Regions from separate parts of the Aedes aegypti genome. Here region 2 is linked to region 1. A link is a contact called in public Hi-C data. All regions are on one chromosome and are shown on one strand. The core of a region is the stretch at or near the end of the contact, and the rest is flanking DNA. Distances in the headings are between cores, read along the strand shown. Region 1 has its middle 4.1 kb from the start of LOC110676830. Region 2 has its middle 74 kb from the start of LOC110676830.

Region 1 (5,325 bases), core at 962-3,461:
GTAGTGTGTTTCATTGCCCGTCTCTTTCACGGCTGCTTACCAGCTCGTTCCAACTCATCGGACTTAGGCAAGGGGCGAAAGCAGAAAATACTTCTAATTTTACTCTTTGTGTCGTCCGTTTCTCGGCTCTGGCTCTGCTTATTCGCTGTCTTCCACGTATGAAACACGATTGGCTCGTCTCGGGTGAAATATAACTTTTTTTTCTTTTTATTAGAACTTATTTTCCTTCGTGTAGAGTTGGTAAAATTCTTGCATCACGGGAACAGGAGAAGTGCGAGCAGGCGGGCGCAATTTTTTGCGCAAAATTCAAAATGGCGTATCACACACAATGCGGAAGTTGAGCGAAAATTAGGTCGCAATTTAGATCTCCGAGCAATATTATGTAACTGTTTGACGAATGATGCCACTGTTGATGCCAGTTGTAGCGTGATGATCGACGTTTCCCTTTAAATCCGACTCGGTATCCAGGAAAATGGTTTCTAATTCCATAATCCAAAATCAGCTCCACGTCCGAAAATAAAACACTCCCTTTTCTAATTCCACTAAATTGGGATGAGTATTCTCCTACTCTGGTCGACAGTGGGTTAAAAAGTGAGAACTTGAATAGAGGTTTCTTTTTCCCCTTCGGAACTGAGCGCACAAACACGGAACACGTCTCCACTTCGCGACGATTCAATGACGAATGAAAGAACAAAACTTACAAAAGACGCGATTAGATCATGGAAATCTTTTTTATTTGGCTTCCCCGTCTGAAAAAGTGTGTACATGTGCACGGGGCGCATGCGCACTGCCTCACACACCAACACAAACTAGCAGCAATCGACTCGCGAAGCTCCCCTCGGACTGCCGAAACGAAGTGCAGCGGGGAATCGGACAAGCTCTTCGGGCGGTCGCGTCTTTACATGTATGAGGGCGCGATTTCGATAAGTGTGTCACCAACACAGACACGTGACTGACCGCGGTTGTTGTATCGAGCTTTGAACCGAAGGGTGCACGGGAGGACGAGAGGTGAACGGTGACACGTTGGTTGCCCGTTACTGATTGAAATGCGCGCGCAAACGGTTGTCGCATTGGCACAGGAGAGGAGTCTTCTTTATATACCTACTACTCGCGATGTTTCTGCTTCGTGCGACTTCGTTGTGGTGACCCGAGGTGGGTTCGGCTCCGTGGCTGATGGAGCTTTTTATTGACAAAGTAATTTAACTACTGCGACGAGAACTGGTGTGGTTGTACTTGCTTTGTGTCCATACACAGCAGAGAGTGGCCAACGCTTGAAACGGGTTAAATTGAGGGGAAGTATGCCAAGCTTTTATCGATCGGTTGTCAGACGTCGAAGTGTTTGTGTATCACGGTTTTTTCATCGCGTGCGCGCGTATGTATAAAGTAACATTTCGATAGATGACACACTCTTCAATCGTTTTTTCTCGAGTTTTGCTGGCTGAGACTAATAGTTTTTTTTCTCGCTGGTGGTTGTAAAAATTATATTGAATTTGATATGTATTCTTCTCTTCTATTTAAAAGTTACGTAATGTGGGTCGAGTACTGTGCTTCTAATGCTATGTTCCAGATGCAGTGGTTGAAGGGGCGCAGCGAACAAAGAAACTCTTTCCTATTCGAGGATTTCAGTTCTTATCTGATACACATAAAAATGAACACAATGCAGAGGCAAAACTTCACATGTCTCCAAAATCTCACAAAAATGTCTTTTCCAACAGTTTTCCTATATTCACACAATTTCCCTCAAAAAAACACTCATCAGCTCACACTGTTTTCCCACAAAAGAAATAGAAATCTACAATTGCGCAGCACCACACAATCCCAGAAACGTCTGCCCTCGGTGTTGGATAAAATGAAACTGAACAGCAGAAAAACTATACACCTCATTCCAGCACCATTCGATAACGAAAAGCACACACCAGTCCACAGCACGGGTCACAAGCACCACACTACGCCATCGCCAACAGAGTCGAAATAACACTGCATTACACGTCGCATTGGATTCAATATTTTATAAAATAAATATTCAACTTCACCCTTCGGAACGGCCTGCGAGCAGCAAGCGCGCGTAACCTATTTTCGCGTGTGGCGAGCTTTCGTTGCCGTGAACGTTTGTCGATGTGTGAGAAACGCGCGCGAACGTTCCACGAGTTTAGTGCTCGGTGATATTGCACGCGGTCCACCAACACTCACAGAAATCCACCGAAGTAGGCTACTTCGGACTCTGGGCGAACGAACAAAGGCCTGCTTGGGTGCGGCTATGGTGGGGAACGTGTGAGGGACCATATGCTCCACTAAAATGTGAACATTCGGGCGGATTGGGTGTGTGCGTGCGATCAATGACTCGGGTGGCTCTTTAAGAGCATCAGTATTTAAATGCGCCCTACATATATTTGTTTGCCTTCGATAGAAATCAGGTTGATTCATTTGAAAACACCGATGACAAAGAACTTCATGGTATGAGATGAATGAAAACAAGTAGAGCAAGAAAAAGAAGCATACAAAACGCCGAAGAAGTGAATCCAAGTCCCTAAAAGTTAGACAATCAGATCGACTAAAGGGACAACCAATACTAAAATACCCTAAATAATTTGAATATTGTTTAAAACGAACAAATATGAAAACTGGATTGTAAAATATTGTTGAATTTGTTAAGCCGGGATAGATTGTAGTATCTAGATAACTGTTATAGCAATAGATAAATTAATTATAGCACGTAGATTTCTTGAACGATCGAACTACTACAATCAGTCTGTTTGGTTCCGTCCGTTCAACCGAACGGACGCAAGTGTAACAAGTCTCCCTAATTAAAAGTTAAACAATAAAGTTAGTGCTCAAGTGAAACCCCAAGTTGTTTGAAGTGTTATTTCGTTCTCCGTCCCTAGTATTAAGTAAACTTCGTTGAGAAAGCATTCGTTACAATTGGAAAAGTCACGTCAGAGTCAGAGTCAAAGTCAGAGGAATTTAGGCAAAATGATGGCACTCTACATGTTTAGCAAAATCGTTTTTGAATCTTACTTGTTTCTCGTGAAGTCAACAAAATCTCATTCTGAATATTCTAATATTTTGTTTAAGTTTATTAGAGTTTATTTGCCTAAATTTTGTCAATTATTGCGGATTTATTAAAAAAAAGAGCATCTTTCAAATCATATGATGCGTTTCAAAAAGTATGTTCTACTATTGCATTAATTCTAATTATTCGTAAAAGTTTAACTATAGATATGCTTGTCGAGATTTGTGGGACCCCGGAGCCATGGCCCCCTCGGCCTCTCATTAATGGTCATTTGAAGGAAAAAAATAGTCCTTTCAAAACCGCAAACGTTTTTTTGCGTCCAAACTAATGCTAGCAGTCGAAAAAAGCCCCATAAAATATTATTATTTGAAAATAACCATGATACCATAAGAGATAGTATTTTGATAGTTAAACAACTTTGCAGAAGACATAAACAATGTTAAGCATTCTAGGAAAAAGCTTATTTAATTTAAATTTTTAAGGGGAATTTTACGATAATTGGGCACATCATATAATGTATAAGAGGTAGAAATTTGTTGACTTCGACAATGTGGGCTTCATGGCCGTGCGGTTTTTTTTTCTCTGTTCGGATGCGCCACAGCGACCAGTATTTAGATCTATTGTGGCATTACCCGTATCCTTAGTGTATAGTGCATGTCACATAACTCCATTTCCATTGATAGGTAATGAAGCATCGATTTCTGTACAGTTCTTGTTTTGATTCCTCAGGTATTGACAAAAATCGACTATGATGAAAAGGTCCCGCTATTTACATCCTTCATAGAAATTTACATCTCAGCGAAGGCGCGCCCCTTAGCAAACATAATCGATTAAATTTCTGAGGAACCAAATCGGTACCGTAAAACGGGGTAACTTTGATAGTTTTTTCGAAGAAAACTTCAATATTTATGCATGCTGTTTCAAAGATGTACAATTTATATTTTTAAAACAAGTACTGGCATCCTAGTTATCGATTACAGTCGATAGATAGGCAAAAGATTTATTATGAATGGATATATAATTTTTCATATAATCGAAAGTTGGTTTTCTGTTTTGGGGTAACTTTGATAATGGAGTATGATTCGAACAAAATTGAATGAATAACGAACATTTGTAGGGCATTGCATACCTCTAGGCGTTTAACGTTATATGGAAATTTGTGACTTAGATTACAAAAATGGTCCCAGTTTGTGAAAATGCTTTTCGCTAAGAGATTTGAGACCGTATTCAAGTTCGATGATAACTAGGCTATCAAAGATAAGCGGCCATCTATTCAAAACTACATCAAATAGTGATCGTAGAACAGATTGTTTGTAAGCGTTTCGAAAATGCTAAAATTGTGTAATTTTTTTAAATTCGTATAAAAAGCCTAATATGTTCTTGATTTAAATGAAAACCGCTCTTACATGAAGTGTCATACTAATATTCTTTAGTTTTGCATTCGTTTTGCTTAACTGATTAAGAGAAATTATGATATTTTGTTTAGTATGTGGTGGGTCTCGCACTATCAAAGTTACCCGCATTATCAAAGTTACCCCGTTTTACGGTACTACTGATATTTGACCATGCAACGGAACTCTAGTCACATTCTTGTTTTGCTTTTAGTTTAGTTTAGTTTAGTCCCAGAAAAATACTAGAAAAAAGGGGCTTTATGCTAGCAGCAAAACCGAATCAAGCTAGAAAATTTGTTTAGTAATCAGAATTCACGTGAGTCCTTGAATTACCAGTACTTACAGTCCTTGTTGAGTTAACACTCATGATTGTTATCCTGGCTTCAAGTGTAGTCTCGGGTCTGACCAACTCCGACTAACTTACCCTAGCCCGACAAACAAGATGAGACTAGGGTTCAAATTGGTAGATCTGGAAGCATTAACGTGTTGGTGTCTTTTTTTTAAGTGTTTTGAATTAATATGTGCTAAATTTTGACTGAAGATACCAACCATCTTTCTTAATTAGGTAAAAACAATATGTTTTATCTCACTTTTAGGTGATATAGTCACGGCCAGGTGTCAAAATAAGCGCATTTACAAATCAAGAAACTTCTCTGTACACAACTACCGAAAAGCTAAACATTACATATAGTTTGCAATTGGATTAAATGGACAAATTGATGTGAAGTTTAGCAAAAAAGTTACACGTCTTCTCAGTGAGAATCGGACTCACGACTCCCTGATCTCTTGTTAGGTCGCATTACGCCTACGCCATGAGAGGACTCACTAGAGATCAGGCAGTCGTGAGTTAGATTCTCACAGGGAAGACGTGTTTTCTTTTTCGCAAAACTTCACATCAATTTGTCCATTTAATCAAATTGCAAA
Region 2 (5,050 bases), core at 1,762-4,261, 69 kb before region 1:
AATTACCGTTACTTTTTGAATTATTCAATCACTCTTGTATTAGCGATAAAATGTTACTCTCTACGGTAGCCAGCAAAAACGTAAAACTTTGTTTCCATACTATTTAGATTCAAGTACTATCCTTTCCACGGAATGTCGGTTCGACCAAATATCATATGCTTCCTGTTGCAACTAAACCTTTTCGACCAAATGTCCATTCGACGAAATGTCTGTTCGACCAAATGTACTTTCGACCAAATGTCATAGATTCATTGAGGACTGTATGAATATGAAAGGAATTTTTAGTGATTTCATGAAAAAATATTTCGTCAATGGGAGACATTTTGCAGCATGACTCAAAAATAAATCAATTGCATGATGAATGTTTCCAAAGATGTTTTTGTCAGAATCACTTAAACTGTAACATAATTGTTGAACAAATTACAGCCAAATATCGGAAAAAATTTTTTACAAGATATTTGAATAAACTCTTGAACCGTTTCCAATAAGAAATTTTGTGATTAGCTTGAAAGTTTCAGAGTTGCTTTAGTGATATCCAGTTTCTCCAGTTAGCTCTGTTCATCTCTCTCGGGAATTGTTATTTCTTAATTCTGTTCTGCAAAGGAAAAACTAGAAACATCTGAATGTTTTTACTTTTTTTTTTCATTTTTATTAGAAACAAGTAATCCCGGCAAACTACGTCTAGCCATGAAGTAGGCTGTTGTAAAACATCATGTAATCCCGTTTTCCCGATTACCGTGATGCATCATTACCCGGACGCTTAAGCAACGCCGAAAGTTCAAACGCTGTTTTAAATATATTTCTGTCACATTTAGTATAAGTTTTTTTGTTTTCCATACAGGTATACGTACGAACTTTGTATCATGGACAAAAATTGTAGTGAAATATACATTTATAATATGTAAAACGTTAATTTAATGGAGCATGTCGTGTTCTTAAATCCGGACACATGCATCAAAATGGCGGACGCTCTTGAATCGAAATCCGGACAGATGCGTGTTGTGTTGAAATTATACATTAAATATAATAAAAGCCACCTTACTCTAACGGAAAATCTTCAATATAATAAAATAACAAGCATAAATATACTAAGCAATATATGAAAGGTCAAAGTTTTGAATAAAATTACAATCGTTTCACCTGCACTCCTTGCCGACAACCTGCATTTGAGGTTCACAGAAAAGATCCTCAATATAACATTTTTCTTGCGTAAACCCGTTCTCTGCCAACAAATTACATTCTTAATTATTTGGTTATCTGGATGAATGACGCTCATTCATCGCCTATTTGTTTTTATTTTTTATATTTCGTTACAAAGGATTACTAGATGAAATAATGAATTAACATGAACAGATATATTTGATGCCACGAATATAAATTTTTAAACCTATATTTACTATTTGATTTCATATTAAATTTAATAATTACAATCAGAGTGTCCGGATATTGGTACCGTCCGGATTTTGATTCACCACGGTATTTCGGAAGCTTTCTCAAACTTTTTCCTTGCACGATCACGTCGCATCTATTGCCGAGTGCAGCAGTGGAAAACTTACGTCAATCCGCTCATCTGTTCTCTAGACTTTTCGTGATATACAAACACCACTCCAATTTTATTCATATAGATAGGGCCTTCCTAAGCAAAGTGGTTAGAGTCCGCGGCTACAAAGGAAAGTCTTGCTGAAGGTTTCTGGGTTCAATTCCCGGTCTTCGGGGCCCAGATAGCCGTAGCGGTAAACGCGCAGCTATTCAGCAAGACTCAGGGTCGTGGGTTCGAATCCCACCGGTCGAGGATCTTTTCGGGTTGGAAATTTTCTCGACTTCCCAGGGCATAGAGTATCTTCGTACCTGCCACGCGATATACACATGCAAAAATGGTCATTGGCATAGAAAGCTCTCAGTTAATAACTGTGGAACTGCTCATAAGAACACTAAGCTGAGAAGCAGGCTCTGTCCCAGTGGGGACGTAATGCCAGAAAGAAGAAGAAGTCCCGGTCTGTCCAGGATCTTTTCATAGTGGAAATTTTCTTGAATTCCCTGGGCATAGAGTATCGTCGTACCTGTCACACGAGGTACGAAATGGCAACTTTGGTAAAGAAAGCTCTCAGTTAATAGCAATGGAAGTGATCATTGAACACTAAGCTGAGAAGCAGGCTATGTCCTAGTGAGGACGTTGTGCCAAGAATAAAAATAGAAAAAGGCAAATAATTTAGAAAAACTTTACAGATTGTTTAAAAAGCGCAGTTTAATTATTATTTTTAGTCAAATCTGTTCAATTGTTCAAAGTGTAGTACCAGAAAGTACCAGTACCAGTAAAGTTTCTTAGTCTCGTTGTAATGACCGTTGCACGAAAATACGTCAACTTTCAACCATCACAAGGATTTCATAAGATTGAAACAAAATCATGTTTTTCTTCACTGGACATAAAGTAGTTGCCAATGCTTGTCCCATATGTAGTTTCAAATGTGGACATGCCGCTGATGTAAGCAATACAACTAAAGAACTAAATTCTACTGTTAAAGGTCGCTGCACCCCTTTGTGATGTGAGACCTGTTTACGCCTCTGGATTATTTTTTTCACGGTGTGTCATTATATCTGTCTATCCATCTGTCTGTGCTATTACTCTATGTGTAATGATTGTGGATGTAGGGAAGATATTTCACTTGTCATCCAGTTCCAGACAGCTTAACTTAAAGATCAACAAATTCTGGAATGAATCCCAGCAACGGTAGTCTATTTCACATTTTCAATTATTCATCAACTACTATTACGTTCACTAGATCATTTAGGTAATTCACAATAGCCAATTGCATAGGTTTCGATCTGATCTGATTAAATTGCGAAAACTCATACCGAAAGATAAACTTCCATCAGCTCACCCAAAACGAGGTCGTTGTACTTTTCAAAACACGCATCAAATTTTCGCTGATGTCTAGGCAAACGTTTCCTCTCCATACTCAACAAACAGTTAGAGCAGACAAAGCAAATTAGACCAAGTTGTGCGCGACTAACTGATAGCGTAACACGCAGTACGTGGACGGGGGGATACACATGTAGGTTAGAATATAATACGACCCTATACTACTAAGAACTGCGACCACTACAGGACTACAATACGATTTAATTCTGTGTGGGGATGAGATTGAAGGTAAAAAAAATGAACGGGAAGAAGCAGCTGGTTCCATTAAATAAATTAATCTTTTCGCTTAACCTCGCTGCTTTCGCTGCTAGACAAACTGTTTCGGGGGGAGGAAAGACGCGGGGAAGACGGATCCGAACCGGGACACTATTAGAGCATAATATGCGTGTCATACATTTCAACCCATACCACTCGCAAAAATAAATTAAATGACTACGAAAAGGTTGCACGCTAAGGTGGTCCATTTTTATATGGAAAATATCAAACTGTAGAAATGTTAAATTAACGGGTGTTCAGTAAAAATAAGAGAATGATTTCAAAACCTTTCTGCAATTAAAGTAAAGAACGTAATTTTTTTTTCTCTTCAAGAGAATTACTCTTTGGACTCCCTAAAACTGGGTGCATGATTCTTCTCGCTCGAGATCTGTCAATTCAATCGAAGATGGCGTTAAAACAGCAAGCACTCCGCGAGCGTGTTGTACGGTTGTACGGTTTTATCGTACGTGTCAAAAGAAAGCAATCCGACCAACTTGCCTGAATTTTGCCGTCTGTTTAGGGATTTTTTGTGGCTCCGTCAGTACCATAGTGTACAAAAATAATTGTTAGGCCAAGAATACGAAGCAGTTGACCACGAGGATCCGGAATTGTATCCGGAAGATGGACGTCAGTGCCGTCCAGTGCTCTTACTAAATTGCGTCGTACTGCTGATCAGGGCCTCTCCTCCAATATTCATTGATGTTTTTTTGGAGATAAGGTTTAATATGTTTTTAATAAAAAAATACCGAACTTTTTTTTACTACTTTACTCATTTTTTATTGATCACCCGTTACACTTGCAAAAATGATCAATCTAAAAATAAAGATTTCAGTTAATAACTTTGGAAGTGCTCATAAGAACACTAAGCTGAGTAGCAGGCTCTGGTTCAGTTGAGATGTAACGTCAGTAAAAAAGAAGAATAACCGAAAAGAAATCACAGGAAGGATTCTTTCTGAAATTCGGAAAGGAAGTCGTGAAGAAACCCATAGAGAAACGCAAAGAAATATTCCTGGAGATATCCCATGAAAAATGTTTAAGAGAATTCCTCAAGAAACTCCTAAATGTGACGTTTAGTTCATTTTTACGTAAAAACATTATCAAACTTTTTATAAGCTGTTTTTTCTATTGGGCGACACAAAGCTGATCGATATTCTGCTCAAACTTTCACAGTAGCTTCTAGGAGTCCGAATGAACAAATTTTTGAGGTGTAACTTAAGATTTTGGAAGTTTGATCACTTTTTGCCACCCTATTGCACAGTCAATGCTGAATTGAAACAAAGCAAAAAATAAAGCAAGAAGCGACAGCCACTTAGCACTATATACTTACATAGGAGAGCCGAGTGCGTTGAATTATCTTAATTGAAAAAGCTGATGACAATATGGTCAATGGGCTCTTTCACTCGGACTCTCGCGGTGATGAGTTCAAGACCCGATGTCACAACGCCACGGTCGTAATTGTGCGAAAGCGTATAGCTATGCGTGCATGTGGTGTGGATTTGCGTTTGTCTACACATATAGAGAGGATAGAAGAAGATGTGGTTTTGGAAAAATGGGCCAAGTCGCGGAAATTTGGCGAAACGCGGAAGGAGGGGTGGAAGACGATGGATGGAGGAATGATGTGTGCGATTCAATGGATTGTGTGTGTTGTCAGTCGGATGGACGAGCACATGTGTGGCTGGGTGGCAACTGACGACGTGGATTTTTAGTCACGCTACAGGGTGATGGTGGGTGAACATATTGGGATAGCTCCGGAGTAACAGTTTTTAACGTGCATAAATTTGAGTAGAGGGGCGCACTAAAGTATTCATTTGTCTGAAATGAATAATCGAAAAGGATTTGAGTTAGATTTGGATTGGATTTGGTTTGGATTTAGAT

What was found. A called contact is a pair of places that touch in the nucleus more often than the background predicts.
Region 2: a Hi-C map of whole pupa shows a contact between it and region 1, with 4 times the contacts expected there. The contact joins two enhancer-like sites. A contact is called at or near these places in 2 of 2 Hi-C or Micro-C datasets (whole body and whole pupa).

The regions. Positions count from the first base shown.
Region 1 is chr2:344,761,982-344,767,306 of AaegL5.0, reverse strand. No RefSeq gene overlaps it. Among protein-coding and RNA genes, the nearest start is that of LOC110676830, 4.1 kb to the right of the region's middle. Within about 2 kb of position 2,211, at least 3 of the 3 cell types and tissues checked have open chromatin away from gene starts, as enhancers often do.
Region 2 is chr2:344,831,807-344,836,856 of AaegL5.0, reverse strand. No RefSeq gene overlaps it. Among protein-coding and RNA genes, the nearest start is that of LOC110676830, 74 kb to the right of the region's middle. Within about 2 kb of position 3,011, at least 2 of the 3 cell types and tissues checked have open chromatin away from gene starts, as enhancers often do.